Linked DNA regions of Mus musculus: region 1 is linked to region 2. A link is a contact called in public promoter capture Hi-C data. All regions are on one chromosome and are shown on one strand. Each heading gives the region's core, a stretch centred on a gene start, on an enhancer-like site or on the middle of the called end of the contact. The rest is flanking DNA. Distances are from core to core; before and after follow the strand shown. Region 1 holds the start of Zbtb43 (zinc finger and BTB domain containing 43). Region 2 holds the start of 9430024E24Rik (a long non-coding RNA gene).

What was found. Promoter capture Hi-C pulls out the DNA fragments that hold promoters and counts their contacts.
Region 1: a promoter capture Hi-C map of second pharyngeal arch cranial neural crest shows a contact between it and region 2, with 3 times the contacts expected there. The contact joins the promoter of Zbtb43 here to the promoter of 9430024E24Rik in region 2. A contact is called at or near these places in 7 of 39 promoter capture datasets (the 3T3-L1 cell line, HPC-7-derived erythroid cells, cranial neural crest and 3 more), 2 of 15 datasets of contacts at CTCF or cohesin (the NIH/3T3 cell line and embryonic stem cells) and 10 of 484 Hi-C or Micro-C datasets (the CH12 cell line, the Patski cell line, cerebral cortex and 6 more).

Annotation. Positions count from the first base shown.
Region 1 is chr2:33,466,457-33,472,458 of GRCm38.p6, forward strand. Zbtb43 (zinc finger and BTB domain containing 43) reads right to left here and starts at 2,076. Exons shown (of 3, transcript NM_001025594.1): 1 at 1,977-2,076.
Region 2 is chr2:33,717,634-33,723,912 of GRCm38.p6, forward strand. 9430024E24Rik (a long non-coding RNA gene) reads right to left here and starts at 1,317. Exons shown (of 2, transcript XR_374262.3): 1 at 1,002-1,317.

The DNA of each region.
Region 1 (6,002 bases), core at 826-3,325, 250 kb before region 2:
GACCAATTGAATGTGCACTGATTTTATTCTTTAAACCTCTAAGTCAAAGTGTTTTTAATTAGGATAAAGAAACACAGTGCTGGGAATGAATTCTGCTCCAGGCACTGTTTCTTTTCTTGGTGAACAGAAAACACTTGATGGCATCAAGAGTCAATGAAACACAACAATAAGTCAACTGTTAGGCATATTACAAAGCTTGAAGCCAGGCATGTGGGCAAAAGTCTCTAATTCCAGCATTCAGGTGGTAGAGGCAAGAGTATCTCAGAGTTTGAGGCCATCCTGTCTGTATAGAGAGATCTTGTCTCAAAAAACCAAACCAAACCAAACTAAACCAAACAAAAAAACCAAATGCTGGGGAAATGACCTTAAGGCAGGTAAGTTTTATAAAACAGAAACAAACAAACAAAGCCAAAAAAAAAAAAAAAAATCCAAGAAAACTAAAAAGGCCTAGCCTGTGAAAAAAGACCAGAACACTTTCTACTCTAATAAGGAGTATCTTTCCAGTTTTACAAGCTCTTGGCATGTCAAAGGTAATGTGTTTCTCAAGCTGCCCCTCAGTAGATCTCTGCACTGACTCCAGAGGGGCCGGGAGGGAGGGGAAAACTGCTGCTACAAGATTGAAAGGAACTCCACATCAGCTGAACCTGCTGCTGGGAAGGGCTTGGCTTGCATTGCTACAAAGGATTCAACTAAATGTTGCAAACCAGAGTTAGTTATGTAGCATTCACACTGTTGTGCACAAACCATTTCTAGAACGTTCTTTCCATCTCTTAAAACTCTGTATCCACTGAGGCAGCCTACTTGACTCAGGCACTTGATAAAATATGTTTCATCTCCTGTCTATTCCAGATACACTCCACTCCAAAAGTTTCAGTGTTCCTCCCTATGGTGTCTCTGTCTCAGACAATACTTTGGAAACAAGCAGGGAATGGATTCCTATTAGGTTTCTAAGTTCTTCAGTAAACTGCTCCTAGAACTCTGCTACTGTGCTAAGTTAAGGGTCTCAGAGGCAGATGGAAGTCTAGTCCTTCCTAAGCCTGTAGATGCTGGCCTGGTTAAACAGAGCAGCTCCAAACAGCCCTGGAGGCCACCCAGGGTTTCTGGAAAGAGCAAAGAGTTGTGGAGACCTGCGCAAACCACTGCCTAGATCCTGAGATGGGCCTTCACCGTGAAAGCAGTAGCTCCTGACACTTTATTAGGTTTGGTGACACTTGTCAGAACTGAGACCAGACTGTGATCGGGCCACTGGTAATGGTGCCCGGCCAGGGGAGTTTTACAGGGTCATGAGTCACCTTCCATGGCTCAGAGGTCCAGGCAAGGCCCGCCCTGCCTAAACAAACTCAGTTGGGAAGGAGAGAACAAGAACACAACATTGGCAGAGAGAGAGAGAGAGAGAGAGAGAGAGAGAGAGAGAGAGAGACAGACACACACACACACACACAGAGAGACAGACAGACAAATGACCAAGAAGTCAGTGTGACTTTCGGGCCCTGAACCAGAGGGCGGCCCGAGGGGGCAGAAGCAGAGTCAAAAAACACTGAGGCAAGGGAGGAGACAGAGGTAAAGACAAAGTCCAAAGGTTGTCACCACCAAAGATGCAAAGTATAAACTCCAGCTGACAAGAGGCCAGGTGAGGACAAAACAGGTGACAACGGTCTGACAAAGAGGCGAAACTCAGGGCAGCGAGGTTCTCCTTCGCGGCGTCGGTTCGTGCGTGGGTGGCTCGACCCGGAGGTCGCCCCGGGGGCGGATTCTCCAAGAGCTCCAGGCGGCGGTGCACCTGCCGCGGGGTGACCTTGGCCAAGAGGTCGCCCGGGAGGCCGCAGGACTCTAAGCCGGGGCGCCGGGGCTTCGGAGTCACTCGCGCCGTCCCGCATCACCGCCGTCGGAGGGAGAGCAGTGTCCCGTGTCGCGGCCACTCGTGACCCCGACCGCGACCTCCCGCGCGAGCGCCCAGCCTCCCCGCCCCGCAGTACCTTCAGACGGCTCCGCGCCCGTAGCTCCAGCCTACCGGAGCGTCCCCGTTGCCGTACCAAGGCCTTATTCTCCGCCGCCACCGCGGGGACAACTTCCGCCCGAGCCTCTCGTCCCTCGGATACGCTTTCTGATCCCGCCCTCGAAATTGCCAGTGCTTCCGGAGGCGTGTCGTCGACGCTGGGATGTGCGCATGCTCCAGGCGTGCTTTCGGGGCGGGTCTTCAGGAGAGCACGCGCAGGGTACTGGCGTCTGCGCAATGGTCTCGAAGAGTGAGATAATTTCGAGTTCGTAGCTCTGGAAGCCTTAGTGGAAGACTGACTCTTGCAATTTATACGCTCACCCCACCACCACCACCACCACCAAAAAAAAAAAAAAAAAAAAAAAGTAATAACATTTCAAGATGGCTTTAAGTTGGACTTAAATCCACTCGTACCTGCACCTGCTGAGTATCAGGATTGCAAGGATGTGTTCCCCATAGTTGGTGTAGGGTGGATACACAAGCTGGACCCGACACACATTTGTGTCTTAGGTCAGTTTCCCAGGTGTGCGCCTACTTCTTTTTTGTTTTTTTGTTTGTTTTGTTTTGTTTTCTTTCTCTCTCTCTCTCTTTTTTTTTTTTTTTTTGGTTTTTTCGAGACAGGGTTTCTCTGTATAGCTCTGGCTGTCCTGGAGCTCACTTTGTAGACCAGGCTGGCCTTGAACTCAGAAATCCGCCTGCCTCTGCCTCTGCCTCTGCCTCTGCCTCTGCCTCCCAAGTACTGGGATTAAAGGCTTGCGCCACCACCGCCCAGCTTGCACGCCTACTTCTTGGTTGGGCTCTGGAACTCAGCCGTATTTAGAGAGGAGGTTGGGACTCCCCGAGAGAATTATTCAAAGAAATTCTGGGAGGGCTGGAAAAATGGCTCAATAGTTAAGACTACTCATTTCTCTTCCAGGGGACCTGTGTTCAATTTCAAGCACCCAACTGGTGGCACACAGCCTCCCTAACTCCAGTTCCAGGTTATCTGTCTCCCTCTTCCGGCCTCCACTGACACCAGGCAGGCAAACAGTACCCAGACTTGTGTGCAGGCAAAACACACATACACATTAAAAAAAAAAATTTTTTTTTAGAAGTTCGGGGAAACAAAACGAAAGAAAACAAATACTGAAGCACAGAACTGGGAACAGGTGCGGAACATCTTGCTAGGGGAAAAAACGTGGGGATTAAGGGAATGGCTCAGTTGGTAAATCCTTTACAAAGCATTGCAACTTAAGGACCTGAATTCACTCCCAGAACCATATAAAAATAGCAGGTGTGGTGGCAGGATTTTAACGCCAGTGCTGTGGAGGCAGGGATCAGTGAGTTTCAGAATAACAGAGAACCTGCCTAAAAGGAGTGGCTGGCACTAGGGGTTTTCCTTTGACCAGCACAACCACATCTGCATGAACACACATACAAATACACATGCATATAAAAAAGAAAAAATTGGGGCTGGGGTTGGGGTCGGAGAGATGCCTCAGAGGTTAAGAGCACTGGCTGTTCTTCCAGAGGTCCTGAGTTCATTTCCCAGAACCCACATGGTGGCTCACAACCATCCATACTGGGATATGATGTCTTCTTCTGCATGCAGGCGTACAAGCCGATAGAGCACTCCTATACGTAAAATAAATAAATCTTTAAAAAAATGGAGATGGGTTGGAGGCTAAGCCGACTTGGGTGACATAGGCAATTCTGGGTCAACCTGAACTGTGCAATGAGGTCTTGTCTCAAAGAAGCAAAACAGTAAAACCCAACACATCTGACGGTAAAGCCATGAAGAATCAGGGCAGCTGCTCGGCATCATCTGAACGCTACAGTCCATCTCAGTCTTCTTGCTTTGCCTGCCTTAGTCCTTTTTGAAAAAAGTGGTGTATCATTTAAGGAGTTTATTCAACTCAACACTCCAAAATGCTTTCTCCTAATCCTCCTGCAGTGACCTCTATGTGTTCATTCTCTTTGTCCACTTGTGGCAAGAAGTTGATCACAGGCTATGCCTATCCGGAGCTAGTATCTCGCCGGCAAGAATTCACTCGGACAACCGGATTCTTCTATGGCAAATCTTTATTGCTTCATCTGAAGGAAGACCCCGAACAAGGAAAATGGTGCTGCTTATATACCCCTCCGTGTGACGTGTCAGCTCCTGATTAGCTGCTCACTCATCACCCCATGCCTGGCTGGAAGTCAAGTGTCTTAATTGGGTAGAAAAGGGGATGGAACACTTATCCTTGAACCTGATTAAAAGATATTTTTTGGCTAGGCATGGTGGCGCACGCCTTTAATCCCAGCACTTGGGAGGCAGAGGCAGACAGATTTCTGAGTTCGAGGCCAGCCTGGTCTACAAAGTGAGTTCCAGGACAGCCAGGGCTATACAGAGAAACCCTGTCTCAAAAAAACAAAAAAAAAAAAAAAAGAAAAAAAAAAGAAAAAAAGAAAAAATTTTTTTGTTTACTATTGCTTTATTTATTGCATGTTTATGTGTATGAGTGCCTGTGTCATGGTGTGGGGGTGGGATCAGAGGACAAATCATGAGAGCTGGTTGTTTCCTTCTTCGGTGAGGGTCTCAGGGATTGAACTCAGGTCATCAAGGTGGGTGGCTTTACTTGGTGACTCATCTCACTGGTCCCAGAGTACTTCATTAAAAGACATTTTAAAGACAGACTTTAAGAGACAGAGAGGCACTTGAGAAGAAAGTAAGACATACCTAGAGCACGGGTGTGGGCTTCCCAAAGGAGGTTCTCTTTTCATTGTCTTACAATGATCACATATGGGGTTTGAATGAAGTTTGAAGTTACTGTCTTGAAGTACTTATTTTCAAGATATACCTGACAGTATTAAAATTCTGTATAGGTACTTGTGGATGCCAGAAGAAATATTAAAGGATGTGATTTAAAAGGACGGCCATCTTCTAAGGCGGTTTGGAGCATGCTCCACCAGAGTGTTAAACTTAAGGACATCTATGCTGTTCAGCTGAGAGCCTCAGTGTGTCTGTCTGGTCAGCATGAAAGGACCACAAAGACAAAAAAGGAAGTCTATCAGGTAGCTGTTGTTAGCCCCAATGTGGTGGGTGGGTGACAACAAGAATATGTTCATTTATCTCTGGACAAGGTCTTCAGACTGGCTTCGAACTTGCTACATAGAGGAAAATGACCTTGAACTGCTTGCCTCTGTGTTCTGAGTGCTGGCATTAAGGGCATGAATCATTATGTCCAGTCTATGCAGTGCTGAGGATTGAACCCAGAGGTTCATGCATGCCAGGCAAGCACACTACTAGTTGAGTTACAATCATATATATTATATATAGTTATACATATATGTATATGTGCTTATATATGTATATAAACACACATGCATGCATATGTATATATACACATATGCATCTATATCTGTAGTCTCCCCTCCCCCAGCCTGAAACCTGCTTGCTCAGGGGTGGAGCTTCCTGCTCATTCGTTCTGCCACGCCCACTGCTGGAACCTGCCGCTTTGCTGTTGGTGCCACCACGTGCTCACCCTACTACTGGATCCGAGATTATTCGGCGGGAATTGGGTTCCCTCCCCCTTCCTTTATAACTGAAATGTCGGGAACTAGTAAAATTGAGCTTTGATCAGAATAACTGTCTTGGCTACATTTCTTTCTCTCGCCATCTAGCCCCTCTTCTTTTCCAGGTTTCCAAAATGCCTTTCCAGGCTAGAACCCAAGTTGTGGTCTGCTGGCCGGACACAACATATATCTACATCCACCTCTACTTCCATCTCTATCTCTGTATATCTTGAGCTGTGATCATCTGAGCTTATATTCTCTTTGCAGATGAGCCAGGTCTACAACAAATGAATTCATTCAGACAGACCCAGCCTAAAGGAACATCACCAGCCCAGGAGCTGCTCTCCTGACCAGTCAGAGGGTCTAGCACTTTAAGCCTTCTCTTGTGTTTTCTTTGCTAATATTTTAGTGTCCAATTCAAGCCAAGATAAGTCCAAATCAAAGGGTGGGGAAGCACATTCTACTTTCA
Region 2 (6,279 bases), core at 67-2,566:
ATTTCTTTCTTTCTTTCCTTTTTTTTTTTTTTTTTTTTTTTTTTTAAATGTGAGTGATTTTGAAAAGCGAGGGTTTTGAAATGTTTACTTTGTGGTGGTTTGAAATTTTTACATCTTTCAACAAAGAGGCCAGAGAAGTGAAAACACGTGAAAAGAGTTTCTGAAAAGCACGATTCAGCAGAAGTTGGGTGAAGCCGCCGAGGGTCCTTTATCTGGGGCAATCTGTGCGCGTCACGGGGTAGGGGAGGCCCAGAGCTCAGCCCCACTGGCCCACCCGAGCCTGCTGGAGGCCCTGGGCTCCCGCTTCAAAGCGCAGTTGGAGAAGCGTCTTGGGAGGGAATCGGACACCTCGCTCTGGGGACCTTTATGCCCAAGCACTGTCGCCTGATGTGGTCATCTCGTTAGTCATGGGAAGCCCAGGGAATTTCTGTTTGTGCCTCTTTCCACACTTATTAAGCAAGAAGTGGGAGGCCGACATGAGAAACCAAAAGATGTTTGTGGTCCCCTGGGCTGCATCTCTTGGGACCACAGCTTATCCATCACTGCAGAGGCATTGCGGAGAAATGGAAAGAGTCAACCGTGCCCAGAGGGGGAGAAAGTGAGCACTCAGGGGCTCCCTGTCTGCTGTATCTTGGCTGGGCTCCCGTGGAAGGGCGTGGGCTCCGAGTCTGAGAAGGGAATGCCTTTGGGGGAGCCAAGCCGCAGCTTAGGAAGATCGGCATGTCACCAGGTTCGGTTGTCTCATTATGTAGCTCAGACCTTTCCCCCCACTTTCCCTAGCAAGGGACCAGCAAGAAGCTGTCATACAGAACTCAGGCACCTGTACAGACCTGTCTCTGTTGTGGGAGAAGACCAAGATGGAACTACCCTCCTCCTCTCCTCTTCTCATCTCCCCCCCCAGCCCCCCAATGCTAGGGTTGGAATCTAGTATTTCATACTTCCTAAGCAAGTGCAGAACTCTAGGTTCTAAGCAGTTCCTTTAGTCCACCAAGTCCCAGTACCTCCGCATCATGTCAGAACCCGCTCTCGCTGGCTGTCCTGTGTCCTGTTCTCTTCCTCTCGGGGCTGCAACACTCCCAGAGGCCCAGGTGGAATTCTGAATTGCGAGATCATCAGACTGGCCCCTCGTGCCCCAATCCCACATGTAATCAAACTTCTGGGCAGATTTTTTGAGGGAAGCAACAAGTTTGAGCCAAGACCCCATGATTGAAATTCTCCAATAAATCCCTCCCAGCTGAGCCCTGAGGGTCTGTAGCTAGCTTCAGCAAGGAGGGATGGTGTGAAGGGTTTCTTTTTTCTTTCTTTTTTTTTTTTTTTGCAAACTTCAAACAGGACCTGGGGTTGTGGGGGAGGAGGAGGGCTATGCTGAGAGAGGAGGCCACAGACCAAGGGCTCAGAGTTAATTAAAGAGCCTGCATGCTTACACCTATAAACTCAGCCTTCTCTGTACATTAAAGCCCTCTGCTTTCTTTCTTGTAGGGCCACCTCTCGTGGTGAGTCTGGAAGTAGAACTAGACTCAAGCCATACTGTTTGATTTTTGTTTTTGTTTTTTTTTTTTTTTTTGCAGCCCCTGGAAGGTTCTAGCCAGAGCACTTTGCCCTTCTACCAGGAGCTAAGACTGTGTTCAATTGCTTTATTAAACATTGAGAATCTACAATTTCCCAAAGTAGGCCTGGGCACATCCCTCGGGGTGTGTGGGCCACCACCTCGCCCATTTGTCAGGCAAGGAAAGTGAGGTTCAGAGAGGCAAAGTGACCAACTGAAGAGCATATTGTGATCAGGAAGAAGTCAGGACTAGACCGCATAATCTTCTGTCAATGGCTAGGGCAGGGACCAACAAGGGACATGCTGCCCTCACCCCAGCCCTGCCCCCTTGCACTGCCGGTGACATTCAATCAGGTGCTGGTGATGCCTGGGCCAGCAGGCCGGGCAGGGCCTCCTCAGCCTCCCAACGACAAATGGTTCTCGTTTGAAAGGGAGGTTATAAAAACACGTGCCCAGAGACACTGTCAGGGAAGGGGGATTAATCTCACTCCAGTCAAAGACCATATTCCAAATATTTTTCTGGGGGTGGGAGGGAGTGGGGGCAGGGATCAGCCCTATCTGGGAAGGCAGTCAGGTTCCTGGGGTGCCCCACAGGCTGGGCTCCAGGAGGCAAGTGATGATGCAGAACAGTCAGGCCAGGGTTCCATGTATGGACCCGGCGAGGCTGGGTCCAATCAAGACCACTGCTTGGAGGCATGGTGCCTCCAGGCTAGCTTTGCAGGCGCTCGCCAGGCTGGCTTGGATATTCACACTGTGTCCGGGGTCTTGGCTGTGTTTCAGAGCCCTGTGAGTTGCTGAAGGAAAGGATTAGAAGCCTGGGACATTTTTATTTTCTGGATGGTGTCAAAGGCTGAGTGTTTTCTCCTGGCCTCTGGAGCAGAGAGGACCCCAAAGACCAGCCAGGGGGGTGGTCTTGCCTCTATGCCTTTTACCTGGACAGGAGTCAAGTCACCCAGAAGCGCTAGCTTTTCGGCTCTCAGACTTGGGGATCCAGGTCCTTATGTGACTCTGGGATTCCAGGCATAGTCTCTTAGGGGTACAGGCCTGAGGTTTCCAACGGTCCTATTTATTGAGGGCATAAAGGTCTAAAGTGGTGTGCTATTTGTTTATCCATACCCTGGAAATAAAAAACCTTGGAAGGACTTTTACTGAGCCCATTTTCCAACAGGGTAAATTGAGACTTGGGGATGTACAGGTAGAAACCAAAAAGCAGAGACATGTCTGCTTAACCTTCTAAACATCTTTTCAAAGCAAGGACAGTTAACTACTCATTTCACTGATGCAGAAGCTGAGGATCAAGAATCTAACTTATCCAAGCCCTGCCCTGCTGGCAAGGGGTGGGACTCTCGGGCAGTGAGGACGGGGACTCCACAGTGGGCTGGCATCTTTCCAAACGCACGTCAGCAGCATGCAGACAGCAGATTTGTCTTCCATCTGTTAAAGAAGCCCCATGTTGCTCGGCTTTCTGCGTGAGAAGTCCTGAGAGCCCTAGATTCATGGTAGCGCAAGTGAGGTCAGAAGCATCCCCGTGGGGTCTCATGAGGGCTGGCACCAGGCCATGTGTGCTTAGCCCAGAGATCTAGTGTGTTCCGACTGGGAGCAATGGGCCCTCACCCAGGCTATCCAGTGCTAGAATAGTCCTCATTTTATAGGAAAGGATCAGAAACCCACCCCACAGCTACTTGAGGGACTGGGTTGGTTCCTATACAGCCATGAAGTGCCTCTTCTCTGGGGATCTAAAAGGGACTCCTGGTACTAGAGGGACCCACCCTGGAGCCTCCTTTAGGCAGTAGAGTCCTGTGCTGGGGTCCTGCAGTTTTGAGTAAGTCTATCTGATTTCAGTTTAGCTTGAAAATAGATTTCAAACAGGAGCTGGGATTGTCTAGCAAGATGGGCTGGTGAACAGAGTGTACCTGTGTGCATAGGTGTACGTGGGGGAGTCATGGACCTTATCTCTCCAGACCCCCCTCCTACCCACAGTGGAGGAGTCAGGGATTTACCTCAGGTCAGTCAGTGTCTTCTTCTGGACAGCCCATTCCAGCACTCTGTCTATTGTCCAAGCAGATAACGGGGCCTGACCTCACTCACTCCATCAGAAAAATCTCGGAGTGGCTGATTGTTATTACCCTGGAGTTCCTGGGTCTGGGTCACATTAGGAGGAGAGGGCAGGCCTGAGCTGCCTGGCTTCAGGAGCTGTCTGTCTCCAGAACCTCTACAATGGGAAGCCTCCCTTCAGATGACGTCGTCTGGGCTATCTTTAGGTGCTGCAGTTGAGGATGTGTGGGCCACTGCTCTTGGTTTGATGGGATCTCCCGGCATCACCTGGGCCTCAGTTTCTACATTTGCCAAGTCTAGGAATCCCTAGCAGCAAGGCTACGCTGACAACACTCATTTTATCATCTCTAAACAGCATCCAGACAGCACCTCCTTCCCCTTGATATGTGTTCACCCAGGGATGGCCACCATCGTGAGCCAGCTCCCAAGCTCAGGGCACACCTCCGTCCTCCAGAAAGCTTCCCCACCCAACCCCACTTGTCTTTGAAGAAATAAATTGTTAAGATAACATCTATTTTGAAACTATTTGGGAGAAAAAGGAGATTTTAAAAAATTGGTATGGACAGTGCATGTGTGTGCATGTATGAGTACATGTGCATGCATATATGTGTGCACATGAGAGCGTGCTTGCATGTGGTATGCCATTGTGTGTGTGTTCTCCTGGAAGCCAGCAGAGGGCATCAGATCCTTTGGAGCTGGGTTTACATGTGGTTGTAAGGTGCCTGACATGAGTGCTGGGAACTTAGGTCCAGTCCTCTGCAGGGGCAGTAAATGCTCCTCGCCACAGTCATTTTCCCACCATCTCTCTCCCTTTGTTTCAAACACTAGCAAGGTCTTGCTGTGTAGTCCTGGCTGGCCCAGAGTGTGCTATGTACAGCAGGTTGGCCTCAGACTTGCAGTGACCCTCCCTCTCTGCCTCTGAAGTGCAGAGATCACAGATGTTGCACCCTGTGCCTGGCAGGCAAAGATTCTTAAGTAAGCCATAGAAGACTCTAATCGAAAAGGACAAGATGGATCAATGACCCAGATCTATTACTACATATTCACAAGCAGAACCACCAAGGTGGAAAGTGAGCTTCGGGGTGGGATCAGTTTCTGCACACCAATATGGCAAAGGAGTCCCTTTGGACGGGTAAAAGATAGGAACTCATTGTGGCAGCATGTGCTCTGAGCCTTGGCTACTTGGGTGGCTAAGTCAGAGGATCACCTGAGCTGAAACATTCTAGGCTACCCTGGGCAACAGAGTGGGACCCTGTGCCCTGAGGAAGCAGAGTAAAGCAAAGGTCAGGTTTCCCTTCCCCTGCAAATGGGTGAAAGATTTTCAGACCTGTGCAGACATTACACGAATAACCTGTTACATTCGAACATGAGCTCAGCCCCATTTGTCAGGAGAGTAACACGGGGTACAATCACAGCAAGACATGCTGTGACTTCACGCTGACTAAAAGCCTGTACGACCTAGAACTGTTGAGATGGGCCTCTGGGACCCGATGTTCACCCACTGTCTTATCACGGCACCTCTGCTCCAGGGACATACTGCTCTCAGCTCAGAAGAACACTTCAGCCCCGTTCCAGCTTCATAGAGCAAGCACCGCTTCCGAAGTCCACACGCACTTCTTGCTTCTTAACATCCTTCAAGAGCATGGTGACGTGGGTTTTTCATTGGTTTGGTTTGGTTTTGGTTTGTTGAGACAGGGTTTCTCTTTATAGCCTTGCCTGGCCTGGAACTTGATCTATAGACCAGGCTAGCTTTGAACTCACAGAGATCCTCCTGCCTCTGCCTCCTGAGTGCTGGGATTAAAAGTTTGCACACACACACACACACACACACACACACACACACACCCCACGACTGACTTTTTTTTTTAAAGATTGATTTTCATTAAGTTATGTGTGTGTGTATGCGCGCACACGCGCATGCACGAACGCACAAATGTATGATGCTCATGGAGGTCAAAGGTGTTAATCAGATCCCCTGAGGTTACTGACGGCTGCCTGGTGTGAGGGTTGGGAACTGAACTCCAGTCCTCCCAAGAACAGAACAGCAGTGCTTTTAACTACTAAGGCAACTCACCAGCCCTTGGCACATGGTCTTCATTAGCTGTGCAGTATCTGTCTGGAAGAATGAATCCTCTTCAGAACATGCTTAGGGCTGGGGATATATAACTTAGAAAAGTTCTACTTGCCTAGCATTCGAGAAGTCTGGCTGACATATATACACGTGCCAGAATCATCGAAGGTTGGGCTGGTGAGATGGCTCAGTGGGTTAAAGGTGCTTGCTGCCAATCCTGATGACCTGAGTTCAATCCCCAGGCCCCACATGGTAGAAATGGTCCTCTGACTTTCACATACATCTTGTCACTAGTGTCTTTCCGCATATCCACAAATAAACGTAAAAACAGTTTGGAAAAGCTTAGCACAGATTTCTATTCTTTATTACACACTTTAGCATTTTAGAATAACTGTCAAGTGCTAGTAGGATTCTCGCATGAATTTTTCTGTTTTGAAACTATGATTTTTTTAAATTGCGTAATTCTTTTGCTGACTTGGACTGAGCATATTAGAAGGGAAAGGCAGCATTTTTGCACCAATTTAACAAGCAAATAGTCACCAAGAGCCTATTTTATGTCAAAATGACTCTGGTTGTAGAATCTAAGATAAGGGTAACAATTCATGCT